Linked DNA regions of Rattus norvegicus: regions 2 and 3 are each linked to region 1. A link is a contact called in public Hi-C data. All regions are on one chromosome and are shown on one strand. Each heading gives the region's core, a stretch centred on a gene start, on an enhancer-like site or on the middle of the called end of the contact. The rest is flanking DNA. Distances are from core to core; before and after follow the strand shown.

Region 1 (2,781 bases), core at 254-2,753:
TGCTGATGTCTGACTTCCCGTGTTCTCGTTGTTGCTACTCTTGTTGCTTTGGGTTTTTGTTTTGCTTCTCGAATGTTGTTGTTTTCCAGGAAAGCTGTCGTTTATCGTGAGAACAGGAGCAGCCATGTGTTGATTTTTCTGGATTCCTTTTGGCTACTGTCCCAGTGCTAATGAAGGCCCTTCCAAAGTGCTAACGAGCTGGTGCCAAAATCAGTTACGCCGAAAACAATGGAGCCGCATAGCATGCAGACAGCGTGTATACCCGCATTTGCACACACGTGCGCATGCACACACAGATTTAAAATAGTATGTTCGTGTGCAACTTCCTGTGTGCAAATCAGACATAGCCATGCACGCCAACATGATGTGCACGTTGGAACTTCACAAAGGAGAATGGGAAGGTTCCTTTTATGAAACGACTAATATTTGGTTGCAGAAATCATTCCTAGCTCAAAGGAGGAGCAAAGTTTCTAGATTTTTCTGGGCACGAATTTTCTAGCTGGGAAACTAGAAATGTACGCTCATTAACGTAAACAATGTAAGGTGTAATGTCCGCGTGGCTATGGATTTTATTTTACTGAAAGGAAGATCCTGCTCTAAGAAGCACCCGGGCACTGCTTAGTTTAGAATTGGCCCCCCTGGCTGATTTTAGTAAAGTCACCAGCACTGATCTTTGAGCCCTTTTAAGGTGGTATTTTGTGGCTGGGGCTCTCTCTGGTTTCCATGGGTTTTCCTTGAGCCTTTCTCTCAGTGTGTAATTATTCTCGCCTCAATTTGTTTACACAGCTTGGAGATGGGGACAGAGTTCTCTGGCGACTGTGCAACTGCAGCAATCAGCGTAAAGAGAAGCATTTAGATGCTATAAAACCTAACAGCCCGGCATGCACCATTACATAGCAGTTACCGAAATTTAGTAAATTAAATTAAATAATTTTAAATAAATTGATTTCAGGGATTTAAAAACTCATCTCTGTGGAATCTAGTTGTCAGTTTTTTTTATTTTTATTATTGTTCATCAAGTACAATTTATGTTTTTTAATGAATCAAAATCCCTCTTCCGCCACCTAGTCCAAAGTAGCTCTCGGTACCCTCGATTGAGTCGGTAGCTTCGTGCGCCATCTTCCGGCGGCGTCTAGTACCACGGCCGCGAGGCATCACTCCGCGAGGAGTTGGGGGAGTCGCGGCGACAGCCAGGGTGGCCACGTCTCACCGTCTCTGCAAAAATTCACGGTTAGGACGATGCTCGAAGCGAATGCGTAAACTGCTCCCGTGGGCTTTGTCATTGTGGGTCACCCTGAAGCACGGGGACAGCCCAGAGAGACTTTGGCTGTGGGGGCTGAAGGTTTGTTTTCTGTCAGTGGACGCCTGCCCTCCCTCTCCTTCATTAACGCCTGGATGAGATTGACCTGCTGTTTGCCCGACATCGCCACGAAGCCAGCGGTCCCTCCGCACCCACAGCCTTTCTCTGCTCCAGCACAGCTCGGTTCCAAGGGGCCGCTGCATGTTCAGACGCACAGCCCAGATAAAGACCTGTGGGGTTTTAAATATTTTATTTCCTTTTCTGAAACGATCAAAGTCATGCGTGATTGGGATAATGACGAGCCGCGCCTTGTTTTTAAGGCTATTTTTTTTTACATGTATGGTTAATCTGACGATAGTTTAACAAATAAAAAACCATCAGATGATACTGATAGGGATTGAAGGAGAGGGAAATCCTTTCCTTAGCAGCACTGAAGCAGCTTGACGTATCTCGTTTCGGTAAAGTGCCACCTACGTCTTTCCCCACGTACTCTGGGTTGTAATCCAGCGCACCCACGTACAATGGCTAATAATCCAAACCTCCGGGAAAGGAATCCTCCCCCCTCTAGTTGGACCTCTCTTCTAGCTTCTAGGCAGAAGGCAGAGTGGGGAACTGAGCGCCTGAGTGCTTTCCGGGTTAACAACTGGCTTGTCCCCTCCCCCACTACAACGCTTCAGCGCAGCAACAGATGGTGTTGGTTTTTTTTTTTTTTTCCCTTCTGAGTTTAAGATGGTTCATTTTGTGCCTTCTCGGGAGAAAGATGAAGATTAACTCCACTCCATCGTGAGCAAGAGCAAAGGAAAAAATGTGATATCTTCTAAGAAAAACAAAAACAAAAACAAAAGACCCTTTATCTCGCCCATGTGTGGTCAGTGCCCTCTTTGTCGTCTTCAAGTGGGAGTTTCTTCTCTCTTACACTTTATTCCCTTTCCCGCCATGTACCTCTGCTTCCTTCCTTCCTAGGCATGTACTTTCCGTGTCTGTACAGACAAGAAGGGTAAGGAAAAGTTGTCTGATAATGTATAATTCTGTGCATGTTACGGATCTCTGGAGAGTTTGAAGGCTGTTTTACTCTTTCAAGCAAATGATAAAACAAAGCATCGGCGTCAGGAACAGGGCTGGAGAGGCGGCTTGGCGGGAAAAGGCACTTTTCCCAAGCAGACAACCTCCGTTTGATTCCAGACTAGCACATGGTGGAAAGAAAGAACAGACTCCCCAAAACTGTTCTCTGACCTTCCTCCACACCTGCGTCATGATACTCAAGCGCTTTCACCACACCCCCAGACCCGAGGGAGAGAACGATTTGGACTCACACATTAAATAAATAACATTTAATAACATCTAATAGAGAACAGAAATCACACAAAGGCAAATTCAAGAAAATAGGATTAACGTGGTGGCCTAGGCCTACAAACCCAGATATTGAAAAACCGAGGCAGGAGGTAGGCTATGCGTTTAAAGTCCATCTGAACTAAAGAATG
Region 2 (2,701 bases), core at 134-2,633, 350 kb before region 1:
TCCCCTTGTGGTGTTGACATGTTTTCTGCTGATTATCTGTAAACTATTTGATGACTATGTTTCTTTTAAAAATCCAATTTATGGTGAAAAAAAGTCAGAAGCAATGTACTTAAATAAGCATCAGATTGTAAAATAATAAAAAAGAATAAAATTATTGCTATTAGGAAATAAATGTCTAACCGGTTTAGTTGCAGTACAAATGAAACAGTTTTGGCAAATCACTTGTCCAAATAAAAACAGTGTGATTCTAGGCTCAGTAGCAGCACGGGCATCATCAGTGGGTGAGATTGGCATGGTTGATTTTTTTTTCTACGATTTTTGAGTTCAATATCACTTACACAGCTGTCATAGTCGGCTGTATAACCTCCTTCCTTATTTATAAATGAGTGCAGTCTTTAACCTAATAAAACCATGTTGGAGTTTACAATTGTTGGCCGTTTATAAATGATATTCGCTTCGTGTTTTGCACACAAAAGATGCGCAGGAAATGTTTAAATATCTATTACGCAAGAGGAAAATTAATTTTTAAAAATGTCTTCAAGGTTAATATTCATATTGCACTGGAAAGAGAAATGGGCAAGAAGGTCGGATACTCAAACTGGAAGATCATATTTAGTGCCACATTGGCGAGGGAATGATGAAAACACTCCAGTTCTGACACGTTTAAAAATGGGCACACATTCTATTTCTTTGTTTCATAACCACTGCGCTATCCCTTCGTTTTTTGGCACGCTCACATATTCAACCAAAATCAATGCCATCTAGTTAAACTTTTTGATTTAGTGGAAGATCGCGCGGTCCTATCACCGAGGACGTCGGCAAAAGCAAAGTGGTGAGGCAGGAATGGATCTATTTGAAAGGAAAGGCGTCCATCCTAGGTATTTCTTGTGGGAAAATCATCTCAAGTTGAAGGATAATTACAGGAGACACCCAAACACCCCCAGCCTCCTCGGTCCGCACGGCGCTGGACACCCCTCGCGGTGGCCGGGGGTCACTACGGGCTCCGGGCCTCGGCTTCCTGTCCCAGGGCGGCGCACCGCGGCTCCGGGAAGGTGCTGCGCGGAAACGTGGCACCCTCTGGACCCGCGCGGGAGCGCTTGCAGCAGGCTGCCCGAGAGGCTGCGGCGGCCGCGCACCGGGACCGACACCCGCCCGCTGCGCCGGCGCCCGGCAGGACGGGAAGGGGCGGCCGTCCGCGCCGCGCCGCCCCCTTCTCTCGGCCTCTCCGCGGCCTCCGCCACCCCGGCCGAATTCTTGCATAAATTATGCCAGGCGCGCCTGACGTCAGGTGGCGGCGCGCGGGCGCGGGCGCGCCGCGGAGGGAGCCGGCCGCGGGCGCGCGCGGTCCCGGAGGCTCGTGCGCGCGGCGTGCAGGGCGCGCGCAGGCGCTGGCGTGCTGGGGCCGCGGCGGCGGCGGCGGCGGCGGCGGCGGCAGCGGTGGCGGCGGCGGCGGCGGCGCGGGGGTTGAGCCGTGGTGGTGCGGACGCGCTCGTGCTCGGGAACTATCGGATTAAACTTGAATCGAGTGGAATTACACAAAGGAGCTCCGCGGAGGAGGCGGCCCGGGGACCCGGAGACCCCGCAACTCGCCAGAGCCCCGTCCGCGCGCGGCTAACTCCGCGTCCGTGGATCAGCCCCCGGCCGCGGCCGCCGAGCCAACTCCGGAGCCGCTCTGCGTTTTGTTCCCCACGGCGCGCGGCGGCGGACTAACCCGAGCGAACGAGCGAGCCGGTGAGCGCAGACTTCCCCGGCGCCCCCGGGAGGGGCGGCGGCAGGAAACCGCGCCGGCCCGGGCCGCGGCCGCGCGGAGTTGCGAGCGGGGAGTTGGGCGTGTGCGGGGCGCGGGGAGAGGTGCGCGGGGGCCGCGGTCGGCAGGAGCGTAGCGCCGCCCGCCCGGTCGCCCGTGTTGCTGCCGGCGGGGCCCGAACCCGCGGCCCGAGCGCCGCCCGGCGCCCCAACTTTTGCCTGCGTCCGCGGGGCCGGCGGCGGCGGGGGCGCGCGGGGCGGCCGAGGGTCACTTCCTCGCATGTAAATGGCTTTTTGTTGTGCTGCCGGCGTCGGGGGGGACGGGGACAGGAGGGAGCGTGTCTGCGCGCTGGGGAGCGCGAGCGCGTTTCCTCCCGCCGGCACCGAGCACGAGTTGCCGGCTGCGTTCGAGAGAAAAGGGAAGGAGGAAAAAGTTGGGCTCCAACTCCGGCGCGAGCGGCGGCGGGCGCGCGGGCGCGGGGCGCTGAGCGCGGGGCTCGGGGACGGCGGCGCCCCCCGCCTCGCCCCCGCCCCCCGCTCCGGCCCGACCACGCCGCGCTCGCCGGGAGCGGCGGCCGCACCGGCGCGAACAAAGTGCGTCCCTGCGGGCGCGGCGGCGCCAGCCCGCGCGGGGACAGCCACGGGCGAGGTGGGTCGGCGGCAGGGAAAGTGCGCGGGGCGCCGCGTGGGGCGGGGGCGGGGGTGGCGCGAACACGCGGCGCGGGGGGCGTCCCGAGCCCAGCCGGTGGCGGCGGCGACCGCAGAGTTCCGAGCCCGCAGCTAGGGGTTCCTGGGGATCCCCGGCAGCTCCCAAGTGCGCGAGGACGAGAAGAAAGGGAGCCGGGCCGGGGCGAGCGCGGGCGGGCGACCGGGGGACCCCACCTTGCCGAGCTGGCCGGGCCGCCGGCGGCGGCATAATAGCGACTTTAATCCGCGATCCCAACTCGCGTCCCCG
Region 3 (2,719 bases), core at 45-2,544, 420 kb before region 1:
CCTCAGTTGCAAAGAAGACCTGCATTTCTTCACATGGACTCATTCTTTGGGGTTAATATCCTAGCGTGTAAATGTATGGCCCATGGACTTCTGCAGTGCACGCTCTTCTGTTATGAGAGAAGGCAATTCCCAGGGTTGGGGATTTAGCTCAGTGGTAGAGCGCTTGCCTAGCAAGCGAAAGGCCCTGGGTTCGGTCCCCCACTCTGAAAAAAAAGAAAAAAAGGGGGGGGGGCTGGAGAGATGGCTCAGCCGTTAAAGGCTAGGCTCACAACCAAATATATAAGAGAGAAGGCGATTCCCAACTCACAAATGTCTCATTAGAGCAAAGCACAGCTTTCAGAAGGCCAAATAAATACATATAGCTAACAGCTGGCCTAGCTTTCTCTAATGTTATTTTGAGCCCAACTTGGTCTACACGATTAGGACCAAGTGTGACATTTTAGATGATAGTAAATGTCCGCTAGTTGTCATTTTGACCTAAATTCCCCTCTCTGTGTTTATCCTTATTTCAAAATATTTAAGTAAATAGAATATGTTATTTACTTTCACATAAGCATTTCTGTTACTTTGTATTAAAGACATCTAAGAGATGCTCTTGGCTAGTACCAACATGAGGCTGTCAGCAGTTTGCCTTCGCTTTCCAAAAAGCACTCGATTTTTAAAATTTGGAATAGCGTGGCTTTAAATCTTACCTTTAGACTTTCATGGCAACACTTCTTGAGTTAATTTAAAGGTGACACCATTCGGAGACTAATACCCTATAAATTGAACAGTAATTGGCCCTCTGGTTAAAGGGCACGTGTGCTGTTTCTGGCTGGTTTCGTGCGGTAGCTAACTGCCTTGCCGTGCCTTCTGCAGCTCTGATGGCTGTCAGAAGCCAGCAGGCCGTGCTGTTTATTTGGCCTGATGCCAGGCCTGACTCCTTGATTCCTCAAGAAGTTGCTACCAGCCCAGAGGGGGCAGAACCAATGAGCCATAGGGCATGCTTTTTATTAAAGAGGAGTCAAAAGAGCGAGAAGAAACCACATCAGCCACTGTCAATAGTGTGCTATTGCCAGAAGCCCCAAGGCTCCTACTGCTACAGAGTAACTGCCAAGCACCATAAATCTGAGATTTACTGTGACGCAAAGTTTCCTTAAGAGCTTAATTTCTGGAGCTACTGTATTACTTTTCTCAAAGTGTTGTATTTTTAGGTAAAATCCACTTGAGGGAGTGAGGGTTAAGACACAAGTGTGAATTTGACGAATGAAAGAACCACTCTGTGTGTGGGTTCTTGGCAACCTGCCACGTCTTTGGGGATCACAGAAATTATTGATGACACAGAACACTTATGTCCCTCAGCCTGCACAGCTGATTCAACATGGAACAGAAGTGCTGTCTAAAAGAAAGATTTTACATCCGCTAGAGCAGTGAAGGCTTTGGGTAGTTTTATTCTTTAATAATCGCTCCATGTACTAATTGTTACAAGTAATCTCCTCACTATGGAGCCCTGACAAGCAGCATTATCTGATTTCTGCTGACCAGTTCCCTAGCAAACTCTTTCCAAAACATTCCCTCTGTGTTGTTTTTAAAGAAGAAACCACCTCGTTTCAAAAGTCTACTCAAAATATGTTTTACTGTTGGTTGGCACAATTAAGTCACTAAGAATTACATGAATGTAAAAAAGAGTAATCTAGTTGGTCTGCTGCCTGCTCAGGCCCACTTCTGTTTACCGTCCTGTCTTCTCCTTCAGGCAAACGGCATCAAAATTGGCCCTCAGCATGCTGCTACCAATGCATCTCACGGAGGCAACCAAGGAGGGCAGCAGGCAGGGGGAGGCTGCTGCTGAGTCTGCTGTTGCCGGCTAGCTGCCCAGTGGAGCCACGCACTCTGTCACCCTCTCTCCTCATGCTCAGCTGAGACATGAAACTATTGAAATGGCTTTGTGTCACAGGAGACTTTAATCCTTCAGATTCTTGTATAACTTTGAATAAATGGTTAATGTTCACTTAAAAAGACAGATTTTGGAGATTGTATTCATATCTATTTGCATTTGATTTCTAGGTCAATTGATGTGATTATTTTTGTTAAATGTTGTCTTGTGCCCTTAACTACGAGCTGAATTGTATTAAAACACTACAAAGTCATGGTGAGTATTTTAAATCAGTTTGTGTAGTTAGGTCTCCCGACACCCGTGGTTACCTAATGTTTAATATTATAGGACTGTCCTCAAAAGGTTTGTCAACTTTCAAGGATGTAAGGAAAAGCAGAACTCTTTGAATTCTGTATTTATCATTTGCTTTCTGTATATATAGTTTAATAACCTGCTTGGGTGTGATTTGCCAAGCTTGAACTCTAATGCATTTGCATAAATTCTACCACTGTTCGGAGCTTAAAGCTACAGAAGCATTGTTAGGAATTGCTTGGACACTGACTTTTAAACTTTTTGACATCGTTAACGAGCATGTTCATCTTTTCTTGTCACTAGTCCAAGAAACTGCGCTTCCTGTGTACTACTAAGGCTGTGTGTGTTAACCTGTGTTAATGCCAAAAGTTTGCTCTTTGTCCACAGTTTCTTGAGACCACTTCATAAAAGGATTTGTTTGCCTTAATGAGTGCTGTTGGGTAAAACACGGTGTAATGAGTGGGAAGGGCAGACACAAACTCCAACACTACGCAACTCCCTAGAGCGAGGACCACGGAGAGGGCACGCCATGCCACTTAACCTTCCCTTAGATAC

Evidence for each region. A called contact is a pair of places that touch in the nucleus more often than the background predicts.
Region 2: a contact with region 1 is called in a Hi-C map of hepatocytes, with 2.1 times the contacts expected there. The contact joins the promoter of Chd7 here to the promoter of Lnc056 in region 1. A contact is called at or near these places in 9 of 12 Hi-C or Micro-C datasets (the A7r5 cell line, Schwann cells, frontal cortex and 5 more) and 1 of 1 datasets of contacts at active chromatin or transcription factors (oligodendrocytes).
Region 3: a Hi-C map of frontal cortex shows a contact between it and region 1, with 4 times the contacts expected there. The contact joins the enhancer-like site here to the promoter of Lnc056 in region 1. A contact is called at or near these places in 5 of 12 Hi-C or Micro-C datasets (frontal cortex, hepatocytes, liver and 2 more).

Annotation. Positions count from the first base shown.
Region 1 is chr5:26,958,994-26,961,774 of GRCr8, forward strand. Lnc056 (long non-coding RNA 056) reads right to left here and starts at 1,504. Exons shown (of 2, transcript NR_126574.1): 1 at 1,407-1,504; 2 at 1,061-1,215.
Region 2 is chr5:26,608,024-26,610,724 of GRCr8, forward strand. Chd7 (chromodomain helicase DNA binding protein 7) reads left to right here and starts at 1,384. Exons shown (of 38, transcript NM_001107906.3): 1 at 1,384-1,731.
Region 3 is chr5:26,534,412-26,537,130 of GRCr8, forward strand. It overlaps Rab2a (RAB2A, member RAS oncogene family), which reads left to right. Exons shown (of 8, transcript NM_031718.2): 8 at 1,733-2,719. The coding sequence ends at 1,828. Among named protein-coding and RNA genes, the nearest start is that of Rab2a, 62 kb to the left of the region's middle. Within about 2 kb of position 1,295, at least 37 of the 93 cell types and tissues checked have an H3K27ac peak or open chromatin away from gene starts, as enhancers often do.